Linked DNA regions of Mus musculus: regions 2 and 3 are each linked to region 1. The links are chromatin contacts, called in public HiChIP or PLAC-seq maps. All regions are on one chromosome and are shown on one strand. The core of a region is the stretch at or near the end of the contact, and the rest is flanking DNA. Distances in the headings are between cores, read along the strand shown. Region 1 has its middle 12 kb from the start of Gm28729. Region 2 overlaps Gk5 (glycerol kinase 5 (putative)). Region 3 overlaps Tfdp2 (transcription factor Dp 2).

Region 1 (2,913 bases), core at 150-2,649:
TGAACTCCCGATTCTCCTCCTGCACTCCTAGTGCTGTGTTGAGAGCCTGCACCACCATGTCCAGCCCTGTACCCTGAGTAAGCATGCCGTTCTTTAAAGGGCAGGGGCCATAATTTGAATTTCCCTTTCTAACTCCCATGATTCAGAATAAACAATGCCTAAAACCATTATGGTTCCTTTCTACTCCACGTCCATGCCTGCTACTAAGCTCCTCTGCAAGCTTTCCTCGCAGTGAGTCTTTTGGGTGATTTGATATTCTTAAATAACCAACCATTACTTTCATCTTAATTTTCATATGCATCTTCACCTGAAGTTCCATCTTTTTTTTTTTCTTTTTTTTGGCTCGGTGTGTTTTCTTATTTTTGTTGGTCTCCATCACAGATGGGATTTTTTTCACTGGTAATTCCTCAGAACTAAATCCATTCATAGGGAATTCAGAGCAGTGAAAATAAATTTCACGCCTTAGAGTGGGGAATGGTAACAATAAAAAGGAGCCAAGGGATCTTGGAAGAAGACTAGCCCAGCTCAGTTCTCCACTGGTGGTGGGGTTTGCACAGGCTGGCTCACATAACCTGCACCGCAGTCCTTAGGGATCTTCAGCTCCTCCGGCTTCCTCCTATCAGTGAGAGACCTGCCAGAGAAGAACCACCGCTGGTTGCCTGGCACCACACTCTCCGGCAGGTAAGTGCCCCGTCATGTGAAACACTGTGTCTGTGTGCGGACCACAAGCTTGAGGTCTTTGCCTGGGCAGAGCCTCAGATGGAGCTGATGCGTGTCCAGAATTGGGAGGTGGCTCGGGAACATCCAGAGTCTCCATGTCACTCTCTTCCTCCACCGTGCTGATTGGTGGTGCCAGGCAATAGACTGGCAGCGGGTACCGGTTGCCCAGCTCATCGTAGCACTCTGTCAGGGCACTGTGTGGTAGTGTTATGTTTGCACCATCAATGATTGCCTGTGCCAATTCATGATCATTGCTTTCAAAAGCCTGTGCAGTGGCCTTCAAAGCATCCCAGATCTCCTTTCCGGCCTTCAAAAGCTGGTGCAGTGTCCCGGAATTCATCCCTCTTGCTGCACAGTTGTCCATCTGTTAGAGGATAGTCGGTTTTCCATTCTGGTTTCTCCTTTTTCAAAGGCTGGTTTATGATCTAGAGCAACTCCCATGCGGGAGGAGTCTGGGCTGCTGGGCGCCCACGCACCCGTCCCTGGGGCCGCGGCCGCCACCAAAGGGTGCTCGTCCCACCGCCTCGCCCAGCCCTTTCCTCCGTGCCCACTTCTACCTCAGCCCCCGGCCACCTGGCCCGCAGACCCGGCCCGCGTGCTTTCCTCAGCTCCCGCTCGACCCCGCCAGGCCGGACTTGGACCATCCCGGGCGGGCCGCAGCAAACGCTCCTCCCATGCTTCCCCACGCCCCCGCGTCTAGGCCCCAGCACTGCTGCCGCTGCTGCCAGGCAGCCAGGCTCCACTGTCCCCTTCCTCTGAAGTTACATCATTGGTTACTGTTTTAGTTCCATCCAGAGTTTCAGCACCAAATGTAAGGTGCAGTAAAACCACTGAACTGGACTATCTGGGGAGAAAGAAAGGTTCATTGGGAACCAAAGAAGCAAAATGGTGGCAGAGCAAGAGGTTTTTATATGCCAGTCAACAGAGTGGTCCTTGGGCTGATACAGACTGTTCATGTTGACAGGGAACTAGGTCCCTTACCCAGGGTAGTTGACCTTTGGGGGCAAGATTAAGAGAGGTTCCTCGTTAGCAGAAACCCACCTTTAAGCCTCAACCCAGCCAAAATCCTATCTCAGACATTGGCCTCGGCACTGCCATTTTGAGGAGCAGCTTTAAGCTATCAGTGACTAAAAAGCTCATGCCTTAAAATGTTGCATCATAGCCAGACAGTGGTGGCGCACGCCTTTAATCCCAGCACTTGAGAGGCAGAGGCAGGTAGATTTCTGAGTTCGAGGCCAGCCTGGTCTATAGAGTGAGTTCCAGGACAGCCAGGGCTATACAGAGAAATCCTGTCTCAAAAAAAAAAAAAAAAAAAAAAAAAAAAAAAAGGAAAGGAAGAGGAAGGAGGAGGAGGAGGAGGGGGAGGAACAGCTATATGCAACAGACTGATAGCTAGCTATGCACTAAGTGGGGAAATCGGGGTGAGGTAAACATGTCTGCTTTCTACTTTTGCTTCAGAAATGGTGCTTAAAACACCATTGGCCAGAGCAATAAGATGGACTGAAGGGAAAATCAATAAGAAAAAATTAAGTCAGATGAAGACATTAGAAAATTTAAAAAACTAAACAAAAACCTCCCAATAGTCATGGATCAGAATTGCTGTTGTATAAATGAACATATTACTGAAAGTAATTCACATACTCAGAATTTCAATGAGATTCTTTCCAGAAGTAGAAAAAAAAAAAAAAAAAACCCAAAGTGTAAACGGAAGTTTCCAAATAGCCAAAGCAGTGTGAAGCTAGGAGAAGCAGGACTGCAGAAACAGCGCCCCATTTCCCTGTCTACAACTGAGCTGTAGGACGGAGCCTGGGGCTCCAAGCCAGCGTGGAGCTTGGCACAAAGCACAAGTGTACACCAATGCGACAGAGGGCTCAAAGGTAAACGCATGCAATTATAACCCTATGATTGTTAACAAAGATGCCAAAAACCTTAGAGAAAAGGCAAGTTCCATGCTGGGCAAACTGCACAGCAGAAGCCCAAGTGTGAGACTTGAGAACCGCATGGCACCTAGTGAGTGCCTCCGTCCTCAGAGGGAGGTGCTTTTCCCTAAGGGAAAGCAGTTCCTGGGTCAGCCTTCGCAGGAGTCTTACCCACAGCCCAGCTCAAAGCCACCATCAGACATGACACGCCCCAGAAGTGTTCCTCTGAGGTTTGAGTGGGCCCAATGGGAAGTGTGGAGGATAACCACACCAG
Region 2 (2,913 bases), core at 182-2,681, 370 kb after region 1:
ACAAAAATAAAAATCATGTTTAATTTTTATAATCAAGATAAGACATGCAAGATCAAAGCTAGGCATCTAGCTAAGTACATTAATCCCAGCTTTCAGTTTAGTGCTTTTAATGGGATTCCTGAGTGCCCCAACAAGTGGGTTTCTGATTCTTATGCCTTCTTTTAGATTATTCCTTCTGTTTGTCTTGTCCAATTTTTTTTAAAGATTTATTTATTTATTATATGTAAGTACACTGTAGCTGTCTTCAGACACTCCAGAAGAGGGAGTCAGATCTTGTTACGGATGGTTGTGAGCCACCATGTGGTTGCTGGGATTTGAACTCAGGACCTTCGGAAGAGCAGTCGGGTGCTCTTACCCGCTGAGCCACCTCACCAGCCACGTCTTGTCCAATTTTAATATGGAACTTTTGTTTTTATACTTTATTATCTCTTAGAAAACCATTTTCTTTTTTCTTTTCTTTCCTTTTTTTTTCTTTCTTTTTTTTTTTTAAATGTTTTTTTTTTAAAAGACAAGATTTCTCTGTTGTATTCCTACCTGTCCTGGAACTCAATCTGTAGAGGATACTGGCTGGCCTCTGCTTCCCAAAGGCTGGGATTAAAGGTGTGAGCCACCACTGCCCTGCTGAGTGTTTTCTAAGGAGAGAAAGGGGATAGATAGGACAGGAGGAGAGGAGATGGAAAGCGGAAAGGGAGAGGTTTTGGTTCTCAAACCCCGACAAATGGCTGAGGACTCTGGCTGCCAGCCTCCCTCAGTCCATCCCTGTGATAGAGGCCTGGCACCTCAGCACCTGCCGCTCCTACTCTCAACTCTCCAGCCCCTGGTGTCATTGCCCTTCCTCCAGCCATCTTGGCTGCACAGTCTCTACCCCCCCCCCAGGTCTGTGACTCATCTTGCTCTGCCCCCTCTTCTCTTATCTCCTCCTCCCCCTACCTCTCTCATCTCAAGGCCAGGTTCAATCTGGACCCTTTTAGATGCCTCTGGCTGCACTCTTCCATTTATCTACAATAAACCTTCTTAACCCATACCTAGGAGCGCTCATGTCCTCAGTGTTTTCATTCAAGGGGAAACTGTATTCAGGATAGATTACAAGAGAAAAAATATTTTCAAAATTTCAAAGGGAAAAACAGTAGGGAAAACAATGTCAGGTCAAGGGCACATGGAAAAGGCTTCCTTCCTCCCTCCCTCCCTCTCTCCTCTGCCATGCAGACAGAAGGAACGTGTTCAGCAGAGACTAATGCACACTGCATAGCCAGGACACCAGGGCGCAGCCCCTGCCAAACTATCAGGGGGACCCCTGAAAAGCGGCATTCAAGATCATTACCTTGTAATGATCTTTTTCAAAGACTGCCCAAACAAAGAAGATGTGAGCACAGATAAACCAATCACTGAACGACTCTCTAGGCAGAACACTTCCAAGACTGGCCACCAGGTGGCACTACTGAGTGACAGAGCCAAACAGCAGAGCAAAAGCTTGGAAAACAGAAAGGACAATGGAAACAACCCAAGGGCAGTGGGGCGTTTGCCTTCTCAGCCCATCCTAATGGACTGCCTACAAGAACAACTTAAGGGGCAGCTGGGATGGCTCAGTGGTTGAAAGCACTTTTTGCTCTTGTAGGTGACCTGGGTTCAGTTCCCAGATAACATGGCGCTTCCCACTCATTCCGGTTCTAACACCCTCTTCTGACCTCTGTGGGCACAGGCAAAGCATTCGTAAGCAGAAAATAAATAAGACATTAATATAAGAAAGAAAAACTTACAATATCAAAATTCCCCAGAGGATTTAAACAGGAGTCTCATAAATAGCCTAATGTCAGAAACACCTTAAAATTGGTTAATTTTCTTAATCCTTTGCAAGAGAATAGGTATTTATAAAGCCCAAGATACCTCAGACATTAAGATCAGAGAAAAACTTGAAAACAACAAACAGCCACGGTCTGCTTCTCAGACTTAAAACCAAAGGCAGGAGCCTAGCAAAGGAACAGAGGAGGGACAGAGCTGCACTAAGAGCAGTGGCTGCGGCAGGGGGTGGTGACAGGCGCCTTTAATCCCCCAGCACAGGGATATATGCAGATCTTTTTGAATCAGAAGTCAGCCTGACCTACAAAGTGAGTTTCAGGACAGCCACCACTAGACAGAGAAACCCTGTCTTGAAAAATCAACAAACAAACAAAACAAACAAATAAACAAACACCCCACTGGCTGCTTTTCTGGTGGATGCGGGTTCAATTCCCAGCTCCCACATGACAGCTCACAACTGGCTATAATTCCAGCTCAAGGGGATCTGATGCCTTTTTCTGGCTACTGAGGGGCCCAAGTATATGTTGCAAGCATACACATAAAATAAAAATAAATATTTAACAAAAATCCTTTGGGGCTGCAGAGATGGCTCAGTGCTTAAGAGTACTGACTGTTCTTCCAGAGGTCCTGAGTTTAATTCCCAGCAACCACATGGTGGCTCAAAACCATCTGTGATGGGAGGTCTGATGCCCTCTTCTGGTGTGTCTAAAGAGAGCAATGTTTACTCATATACATAAATAAATAAATCTTAAAAAAATCCTTTCTCAATTAAAAAAAAAAGAAAATAGAATATATGAAGACAGCTGACTGAGGACTTTAGAAACAAAAAGTATAATAAAAATATGAACTCATTTGGATTGACTCAAAAGAAATGGAAACAACAGGAGAAACTGGAAAAACTGGAGACAGCATGACAGAAGTTACCCTGAGCACGAGGAAAAGAACTGAAGAAGCAGACAAGAAACAGAGTTCCCGGGTCTATGGGAAAATACGACGGCGGGGTCCTCTTGTTTGAGCCACAGAAGTAGAGTAAAGGTCAGAGAAACCACTCCTTGAAAAATAAGTTACTTTAAACTCCAACAGTAAAAGAAAGAAAAAACCCCTATACATTCAGGG
Region 3 (2,913 bases), core at 134-2,633, 310 kb after region 1:
GAATGCATGACTACTCTTGATTTCCATCAGAATTTTAAAATTTGCTTCAGAGCCTAGGGGAATCCCCATTTTGAAAACATGGCACACAAGCCATTAAGATGGCTCAGTAGATAAAGTGCTTGCTGAGCCAGACTGAAGATCTGAGTTCAAACTCAAACCCACATAAAGGTAAAAAAGGAAAAATTTCACCAAGTTGCCCTCTGACCTTTCCAAGTACACCCTGGCATGCAGATAGTCCCCCACACCATATACACACAAAATATTTTTTTTATTTAGCTCAATATCTGAGTCCTGGTCTACAGGACAGCCAGGATTACACAAAGAAACCTTGTGTAGAAGAAACAACAACAACAACAACAACAACAAAACAAATGTACAAAAACAACTTAACTCAAAGCAAGTTATAATACATGGACTCATTACTATACATTATGGTTTTATACACTAAAGAGTTGTAGTCTTACAATATTACAAACTTGGAATATTCTGTAAACTTTCAACATTTCAAATTTGTAATTTGGTACCTCAAAACTTCTTTTCAAAGATACATTTAAAAGTTTACTGTAATAAAACTCATATGGTCTCAAACTATTGATCATTATCTTGATATTTTGATACATGTCTACATTGTTTTTATAAGTTTTTTATTTATGTGTAATGGTGTTTTGCCTACATGTATGTCTTTATGAGGGCATCAGATCCCCCAAGAAATGTAGTTACAGACAGTTGTGAACTACCATATGGGTGCTGAGAACTGAATCTGGGGCTTCTGGAGAGCAACCACTGAGCCATCTCTCCAGCCCACCACCACCACCACTACCACCATCATCATCACTGGTTTTTTGAGACAAGGTTTCTCTTTGTAGCCCTGACTGTCCTGTAGACCAGACTAATGTCAAACTCAAGAGACCCACCTGTCTCTACCTCCCAAGAGCTGGGATTAAAGGCACGTACTACCACGGCCCAGTCCATGTCTACATTATTAAATAATCACTACAATCATGCTAGTTAACAAATTCTTACTTTTATGGTATGTTGTGTGTGTGCATGAGTCTATGTACTGAGTAGATTTAATTTAGTATTAATCTGTGCTGGTGTATAGCTCAGCAGGTTTTAATTTACACGTCAAAATCTCTGGGTTCAATTCCCTGAACAGCCCCTCCTCTGAAACAAACTATTCTAATCCATAACATAAGGTTGGGGGATGGTTTTGTGCACTGTGTATTCAGATGCTGATTTCTATGCCCAGACATCTGGTTGCAAGGTCAAGCATCTCTGGTCTCAGTGTTATGTAAAAATTGTTTTCTATCATCTCTGATTGGTTAATAAAAGGATAAGCCAACTAGCTGGGTAGAAGAGAATAGGAGAATAGGGTGGAACGTCTAATCCCAGTGAGAGGGTCCCAGAGAGAGGAGGGAGGACAGACCAACAGACAGACAGAGGGAGTAGAAGGTAGAGAGACCATGAATATGAACTAGGAAGATTCGCTGTGAGGTAGCAATGAGAAAGCAGTCATAGGAATGTAACAAATTAGAAGTATGTAACAAATTAGAAGTATACAATACAACAATGAACATCACTGTGCTGCAAATCAGTTCTTCAGTAATTTGAAAGAATTTTAAGGTTTAAATGTAAAGTTTTAAAACTTTGTAGACTTGGCTTTAATAAGTTTTTGTTATTATTTTATATGTATGGATATTTTGCCTGTATGTACATCTATGAACCATTTGTGCCTGGTGCCCACAGAGGCAAGAAGAGAGTATGAGAGCCTTTGAAACTGTTGTTACAGACAGTTGTAAGCTGCCATGTGGGTGCTGGAAATCACACCCAAGAGTTCTAGAAGAGCAGCTAGTTCTCTTAACTGCTGAGCCATCTCTCTAGACTCACAATGGACTATTTTAAAAAACTATGTAATGTTTTACATTATATATCCTTCATAAGCACATACTTAGTCCATTACAATTGAATAGTTTAAGAGCTAATGGTTTCATTAGTCAGTGGTTAAAATCCTTTACTAAGTGAACTTGCTTTTTACCAAAACATTTCTATATACATTTAACACAGCCCAGTAATTCTGAATAATAGATAAATGGCACCTAAAATCAAAATTTTATGACAGAAATTGACACTGAGATGAAACTAGCTTCTCAAGTCTATGTAATGGTGTGGATACTTTGCACTGAGATTTAAGTTTAGTTAGCTTTAAACAAACAAACAAAAACCCCCACTGCAACCAACAGCCATATCATGGCTCCCCTGTACTACTCACAAATATAACGTTAAACATTTAGGCAACTGAGCATCTGTTGATGTGTGCTGTCGTTACTAAGACGCCCACCCAACATCATAAGCAAGCACTTCTGCTACAAAGAGAAAACAAAACTTTAGTCAGTCCTACTTCGAAAAGAAAGCAAAAATGACAGACATTTTTAAAATATATTCATCCCATGATTAATATTAAATACATATAACTTCAGAAGAGTCATTTACATTTTTCTTATTTTATAAAAATAATAGTTTAAAAAAAAACCAAACCACAACAAAAATCACATGTTCACAGTAGAGGGTTATTACTGTTAGGTTTTAACACTGTTCTTCATGCCGTTTCTGCAGCGTAAGCAGCAAACAAATCCACAAACTTAGACACCCATATCTTGGGGGCTGGAGTGATGGCTCAGCAGTTAAGAGCACTGACAGCTTTTCCGAAGGTCCTGAGTTCAAATCCCAGCAATCACATGGTGGTTCATGACCATCCGTAATGAGATCTGACGCCCTTTTGTGGTGTGTCTGAAGACAGCTATAGTGTACTTACACCCATATCTTAACTGTACAGTTAAAAATTAGATAAAGGCCAATTGAGTCTCACTATGACAGCCTAAGTTTTATCTTAGAAGTAAGGTATTAATTTAACGT

What was found. HiChIP or PLAC-seq counts read pairs in DNA pulled down with a chosen protein or histone mark.
Region 2: a contact with region 1 is called in an H3K27ac HiChIP or PLAC-seq map of embryonic stem cells, with 2.2 times the contacts expected there. The contact joins two enhancer-like sites. A contact is called at or near these places in 1 of 115 datasets of contacts at active chromatin or transcription factors (embryonic stem cells) and 1 of 9 other capture datasets (embryonic stem cells).
Region 3: a contact with region 1 is called in an H3K27ac HiChIP or PLAC-seq map of embryonic stem cells, with 4 times the contacts expected there. The contact joins two enhancer-like sites. A contact is called at or near these places in 1 of 15 datasets of contacts at CTCF or cohesin (large pre-B cells), 3 of 115 datasets of contacts at active chromatin or transcription factors (bone marrow-derived macrophages, embryonic stem cells and large pre-B cells) and 1 of 9 other capture datasets (embryonic stem cells).

The regions. Positions count from the first base shown.
Region 1 is chr9:96,535,472-96,538,384 of GRCm38.p6, reverse strand. It overlaps the pseudogene Gm8495. Among named protein-coding and RNA genes, the nearest start is that of Gm28729, 12 kb to the right of the region's middle. Within about 2 kb of position 1,399, at least 211 of the 459 cell types and tissues checked have an H3K27ac peak or open chromatin away from gene starts, as enhancers often do. A contact at or near this core is called in embryonic stem cells, where this site is marked.
Region 2 is chr9:96,165,854-96,168,766 of GRCm38.p6, reverse strand. All of the region lies in intron 11 of Gk5 (glycerol kinase 5 (putative)), which reads right to left. Among named protein-coding and RNA genes, the nearest start is that of Tfdp2, 29 kb to the left of the region's middle. Within about 2 kb of position 1,431, at least 23 of the 459 cell types and tissues checked have an H3K27ac peak or open chromatin away from gene starts, as enhancers often do. A contact at or near this core is called in embryonic stem cells, where this site is marked.
Region 3 is chr9:96,228,806-96,231,718 of GRCm38.p6, reverse strand. All of the region lies in intron 3 of Tfdp2 (transcription factor Dp 2), which reads right to left. Among named protein-coding and RNA genes, the nearest start is that of Tfdp2, 34 kb to the right of the region's middle. Within about 2 kb of position 1,383, at least 7 of the 459 cell types and tissues checked have an H3K27ac peak or open chromatin away from gene starts, as enhancers often do. A contact at or near this core is called in embryonic stem cells, where this site is marked.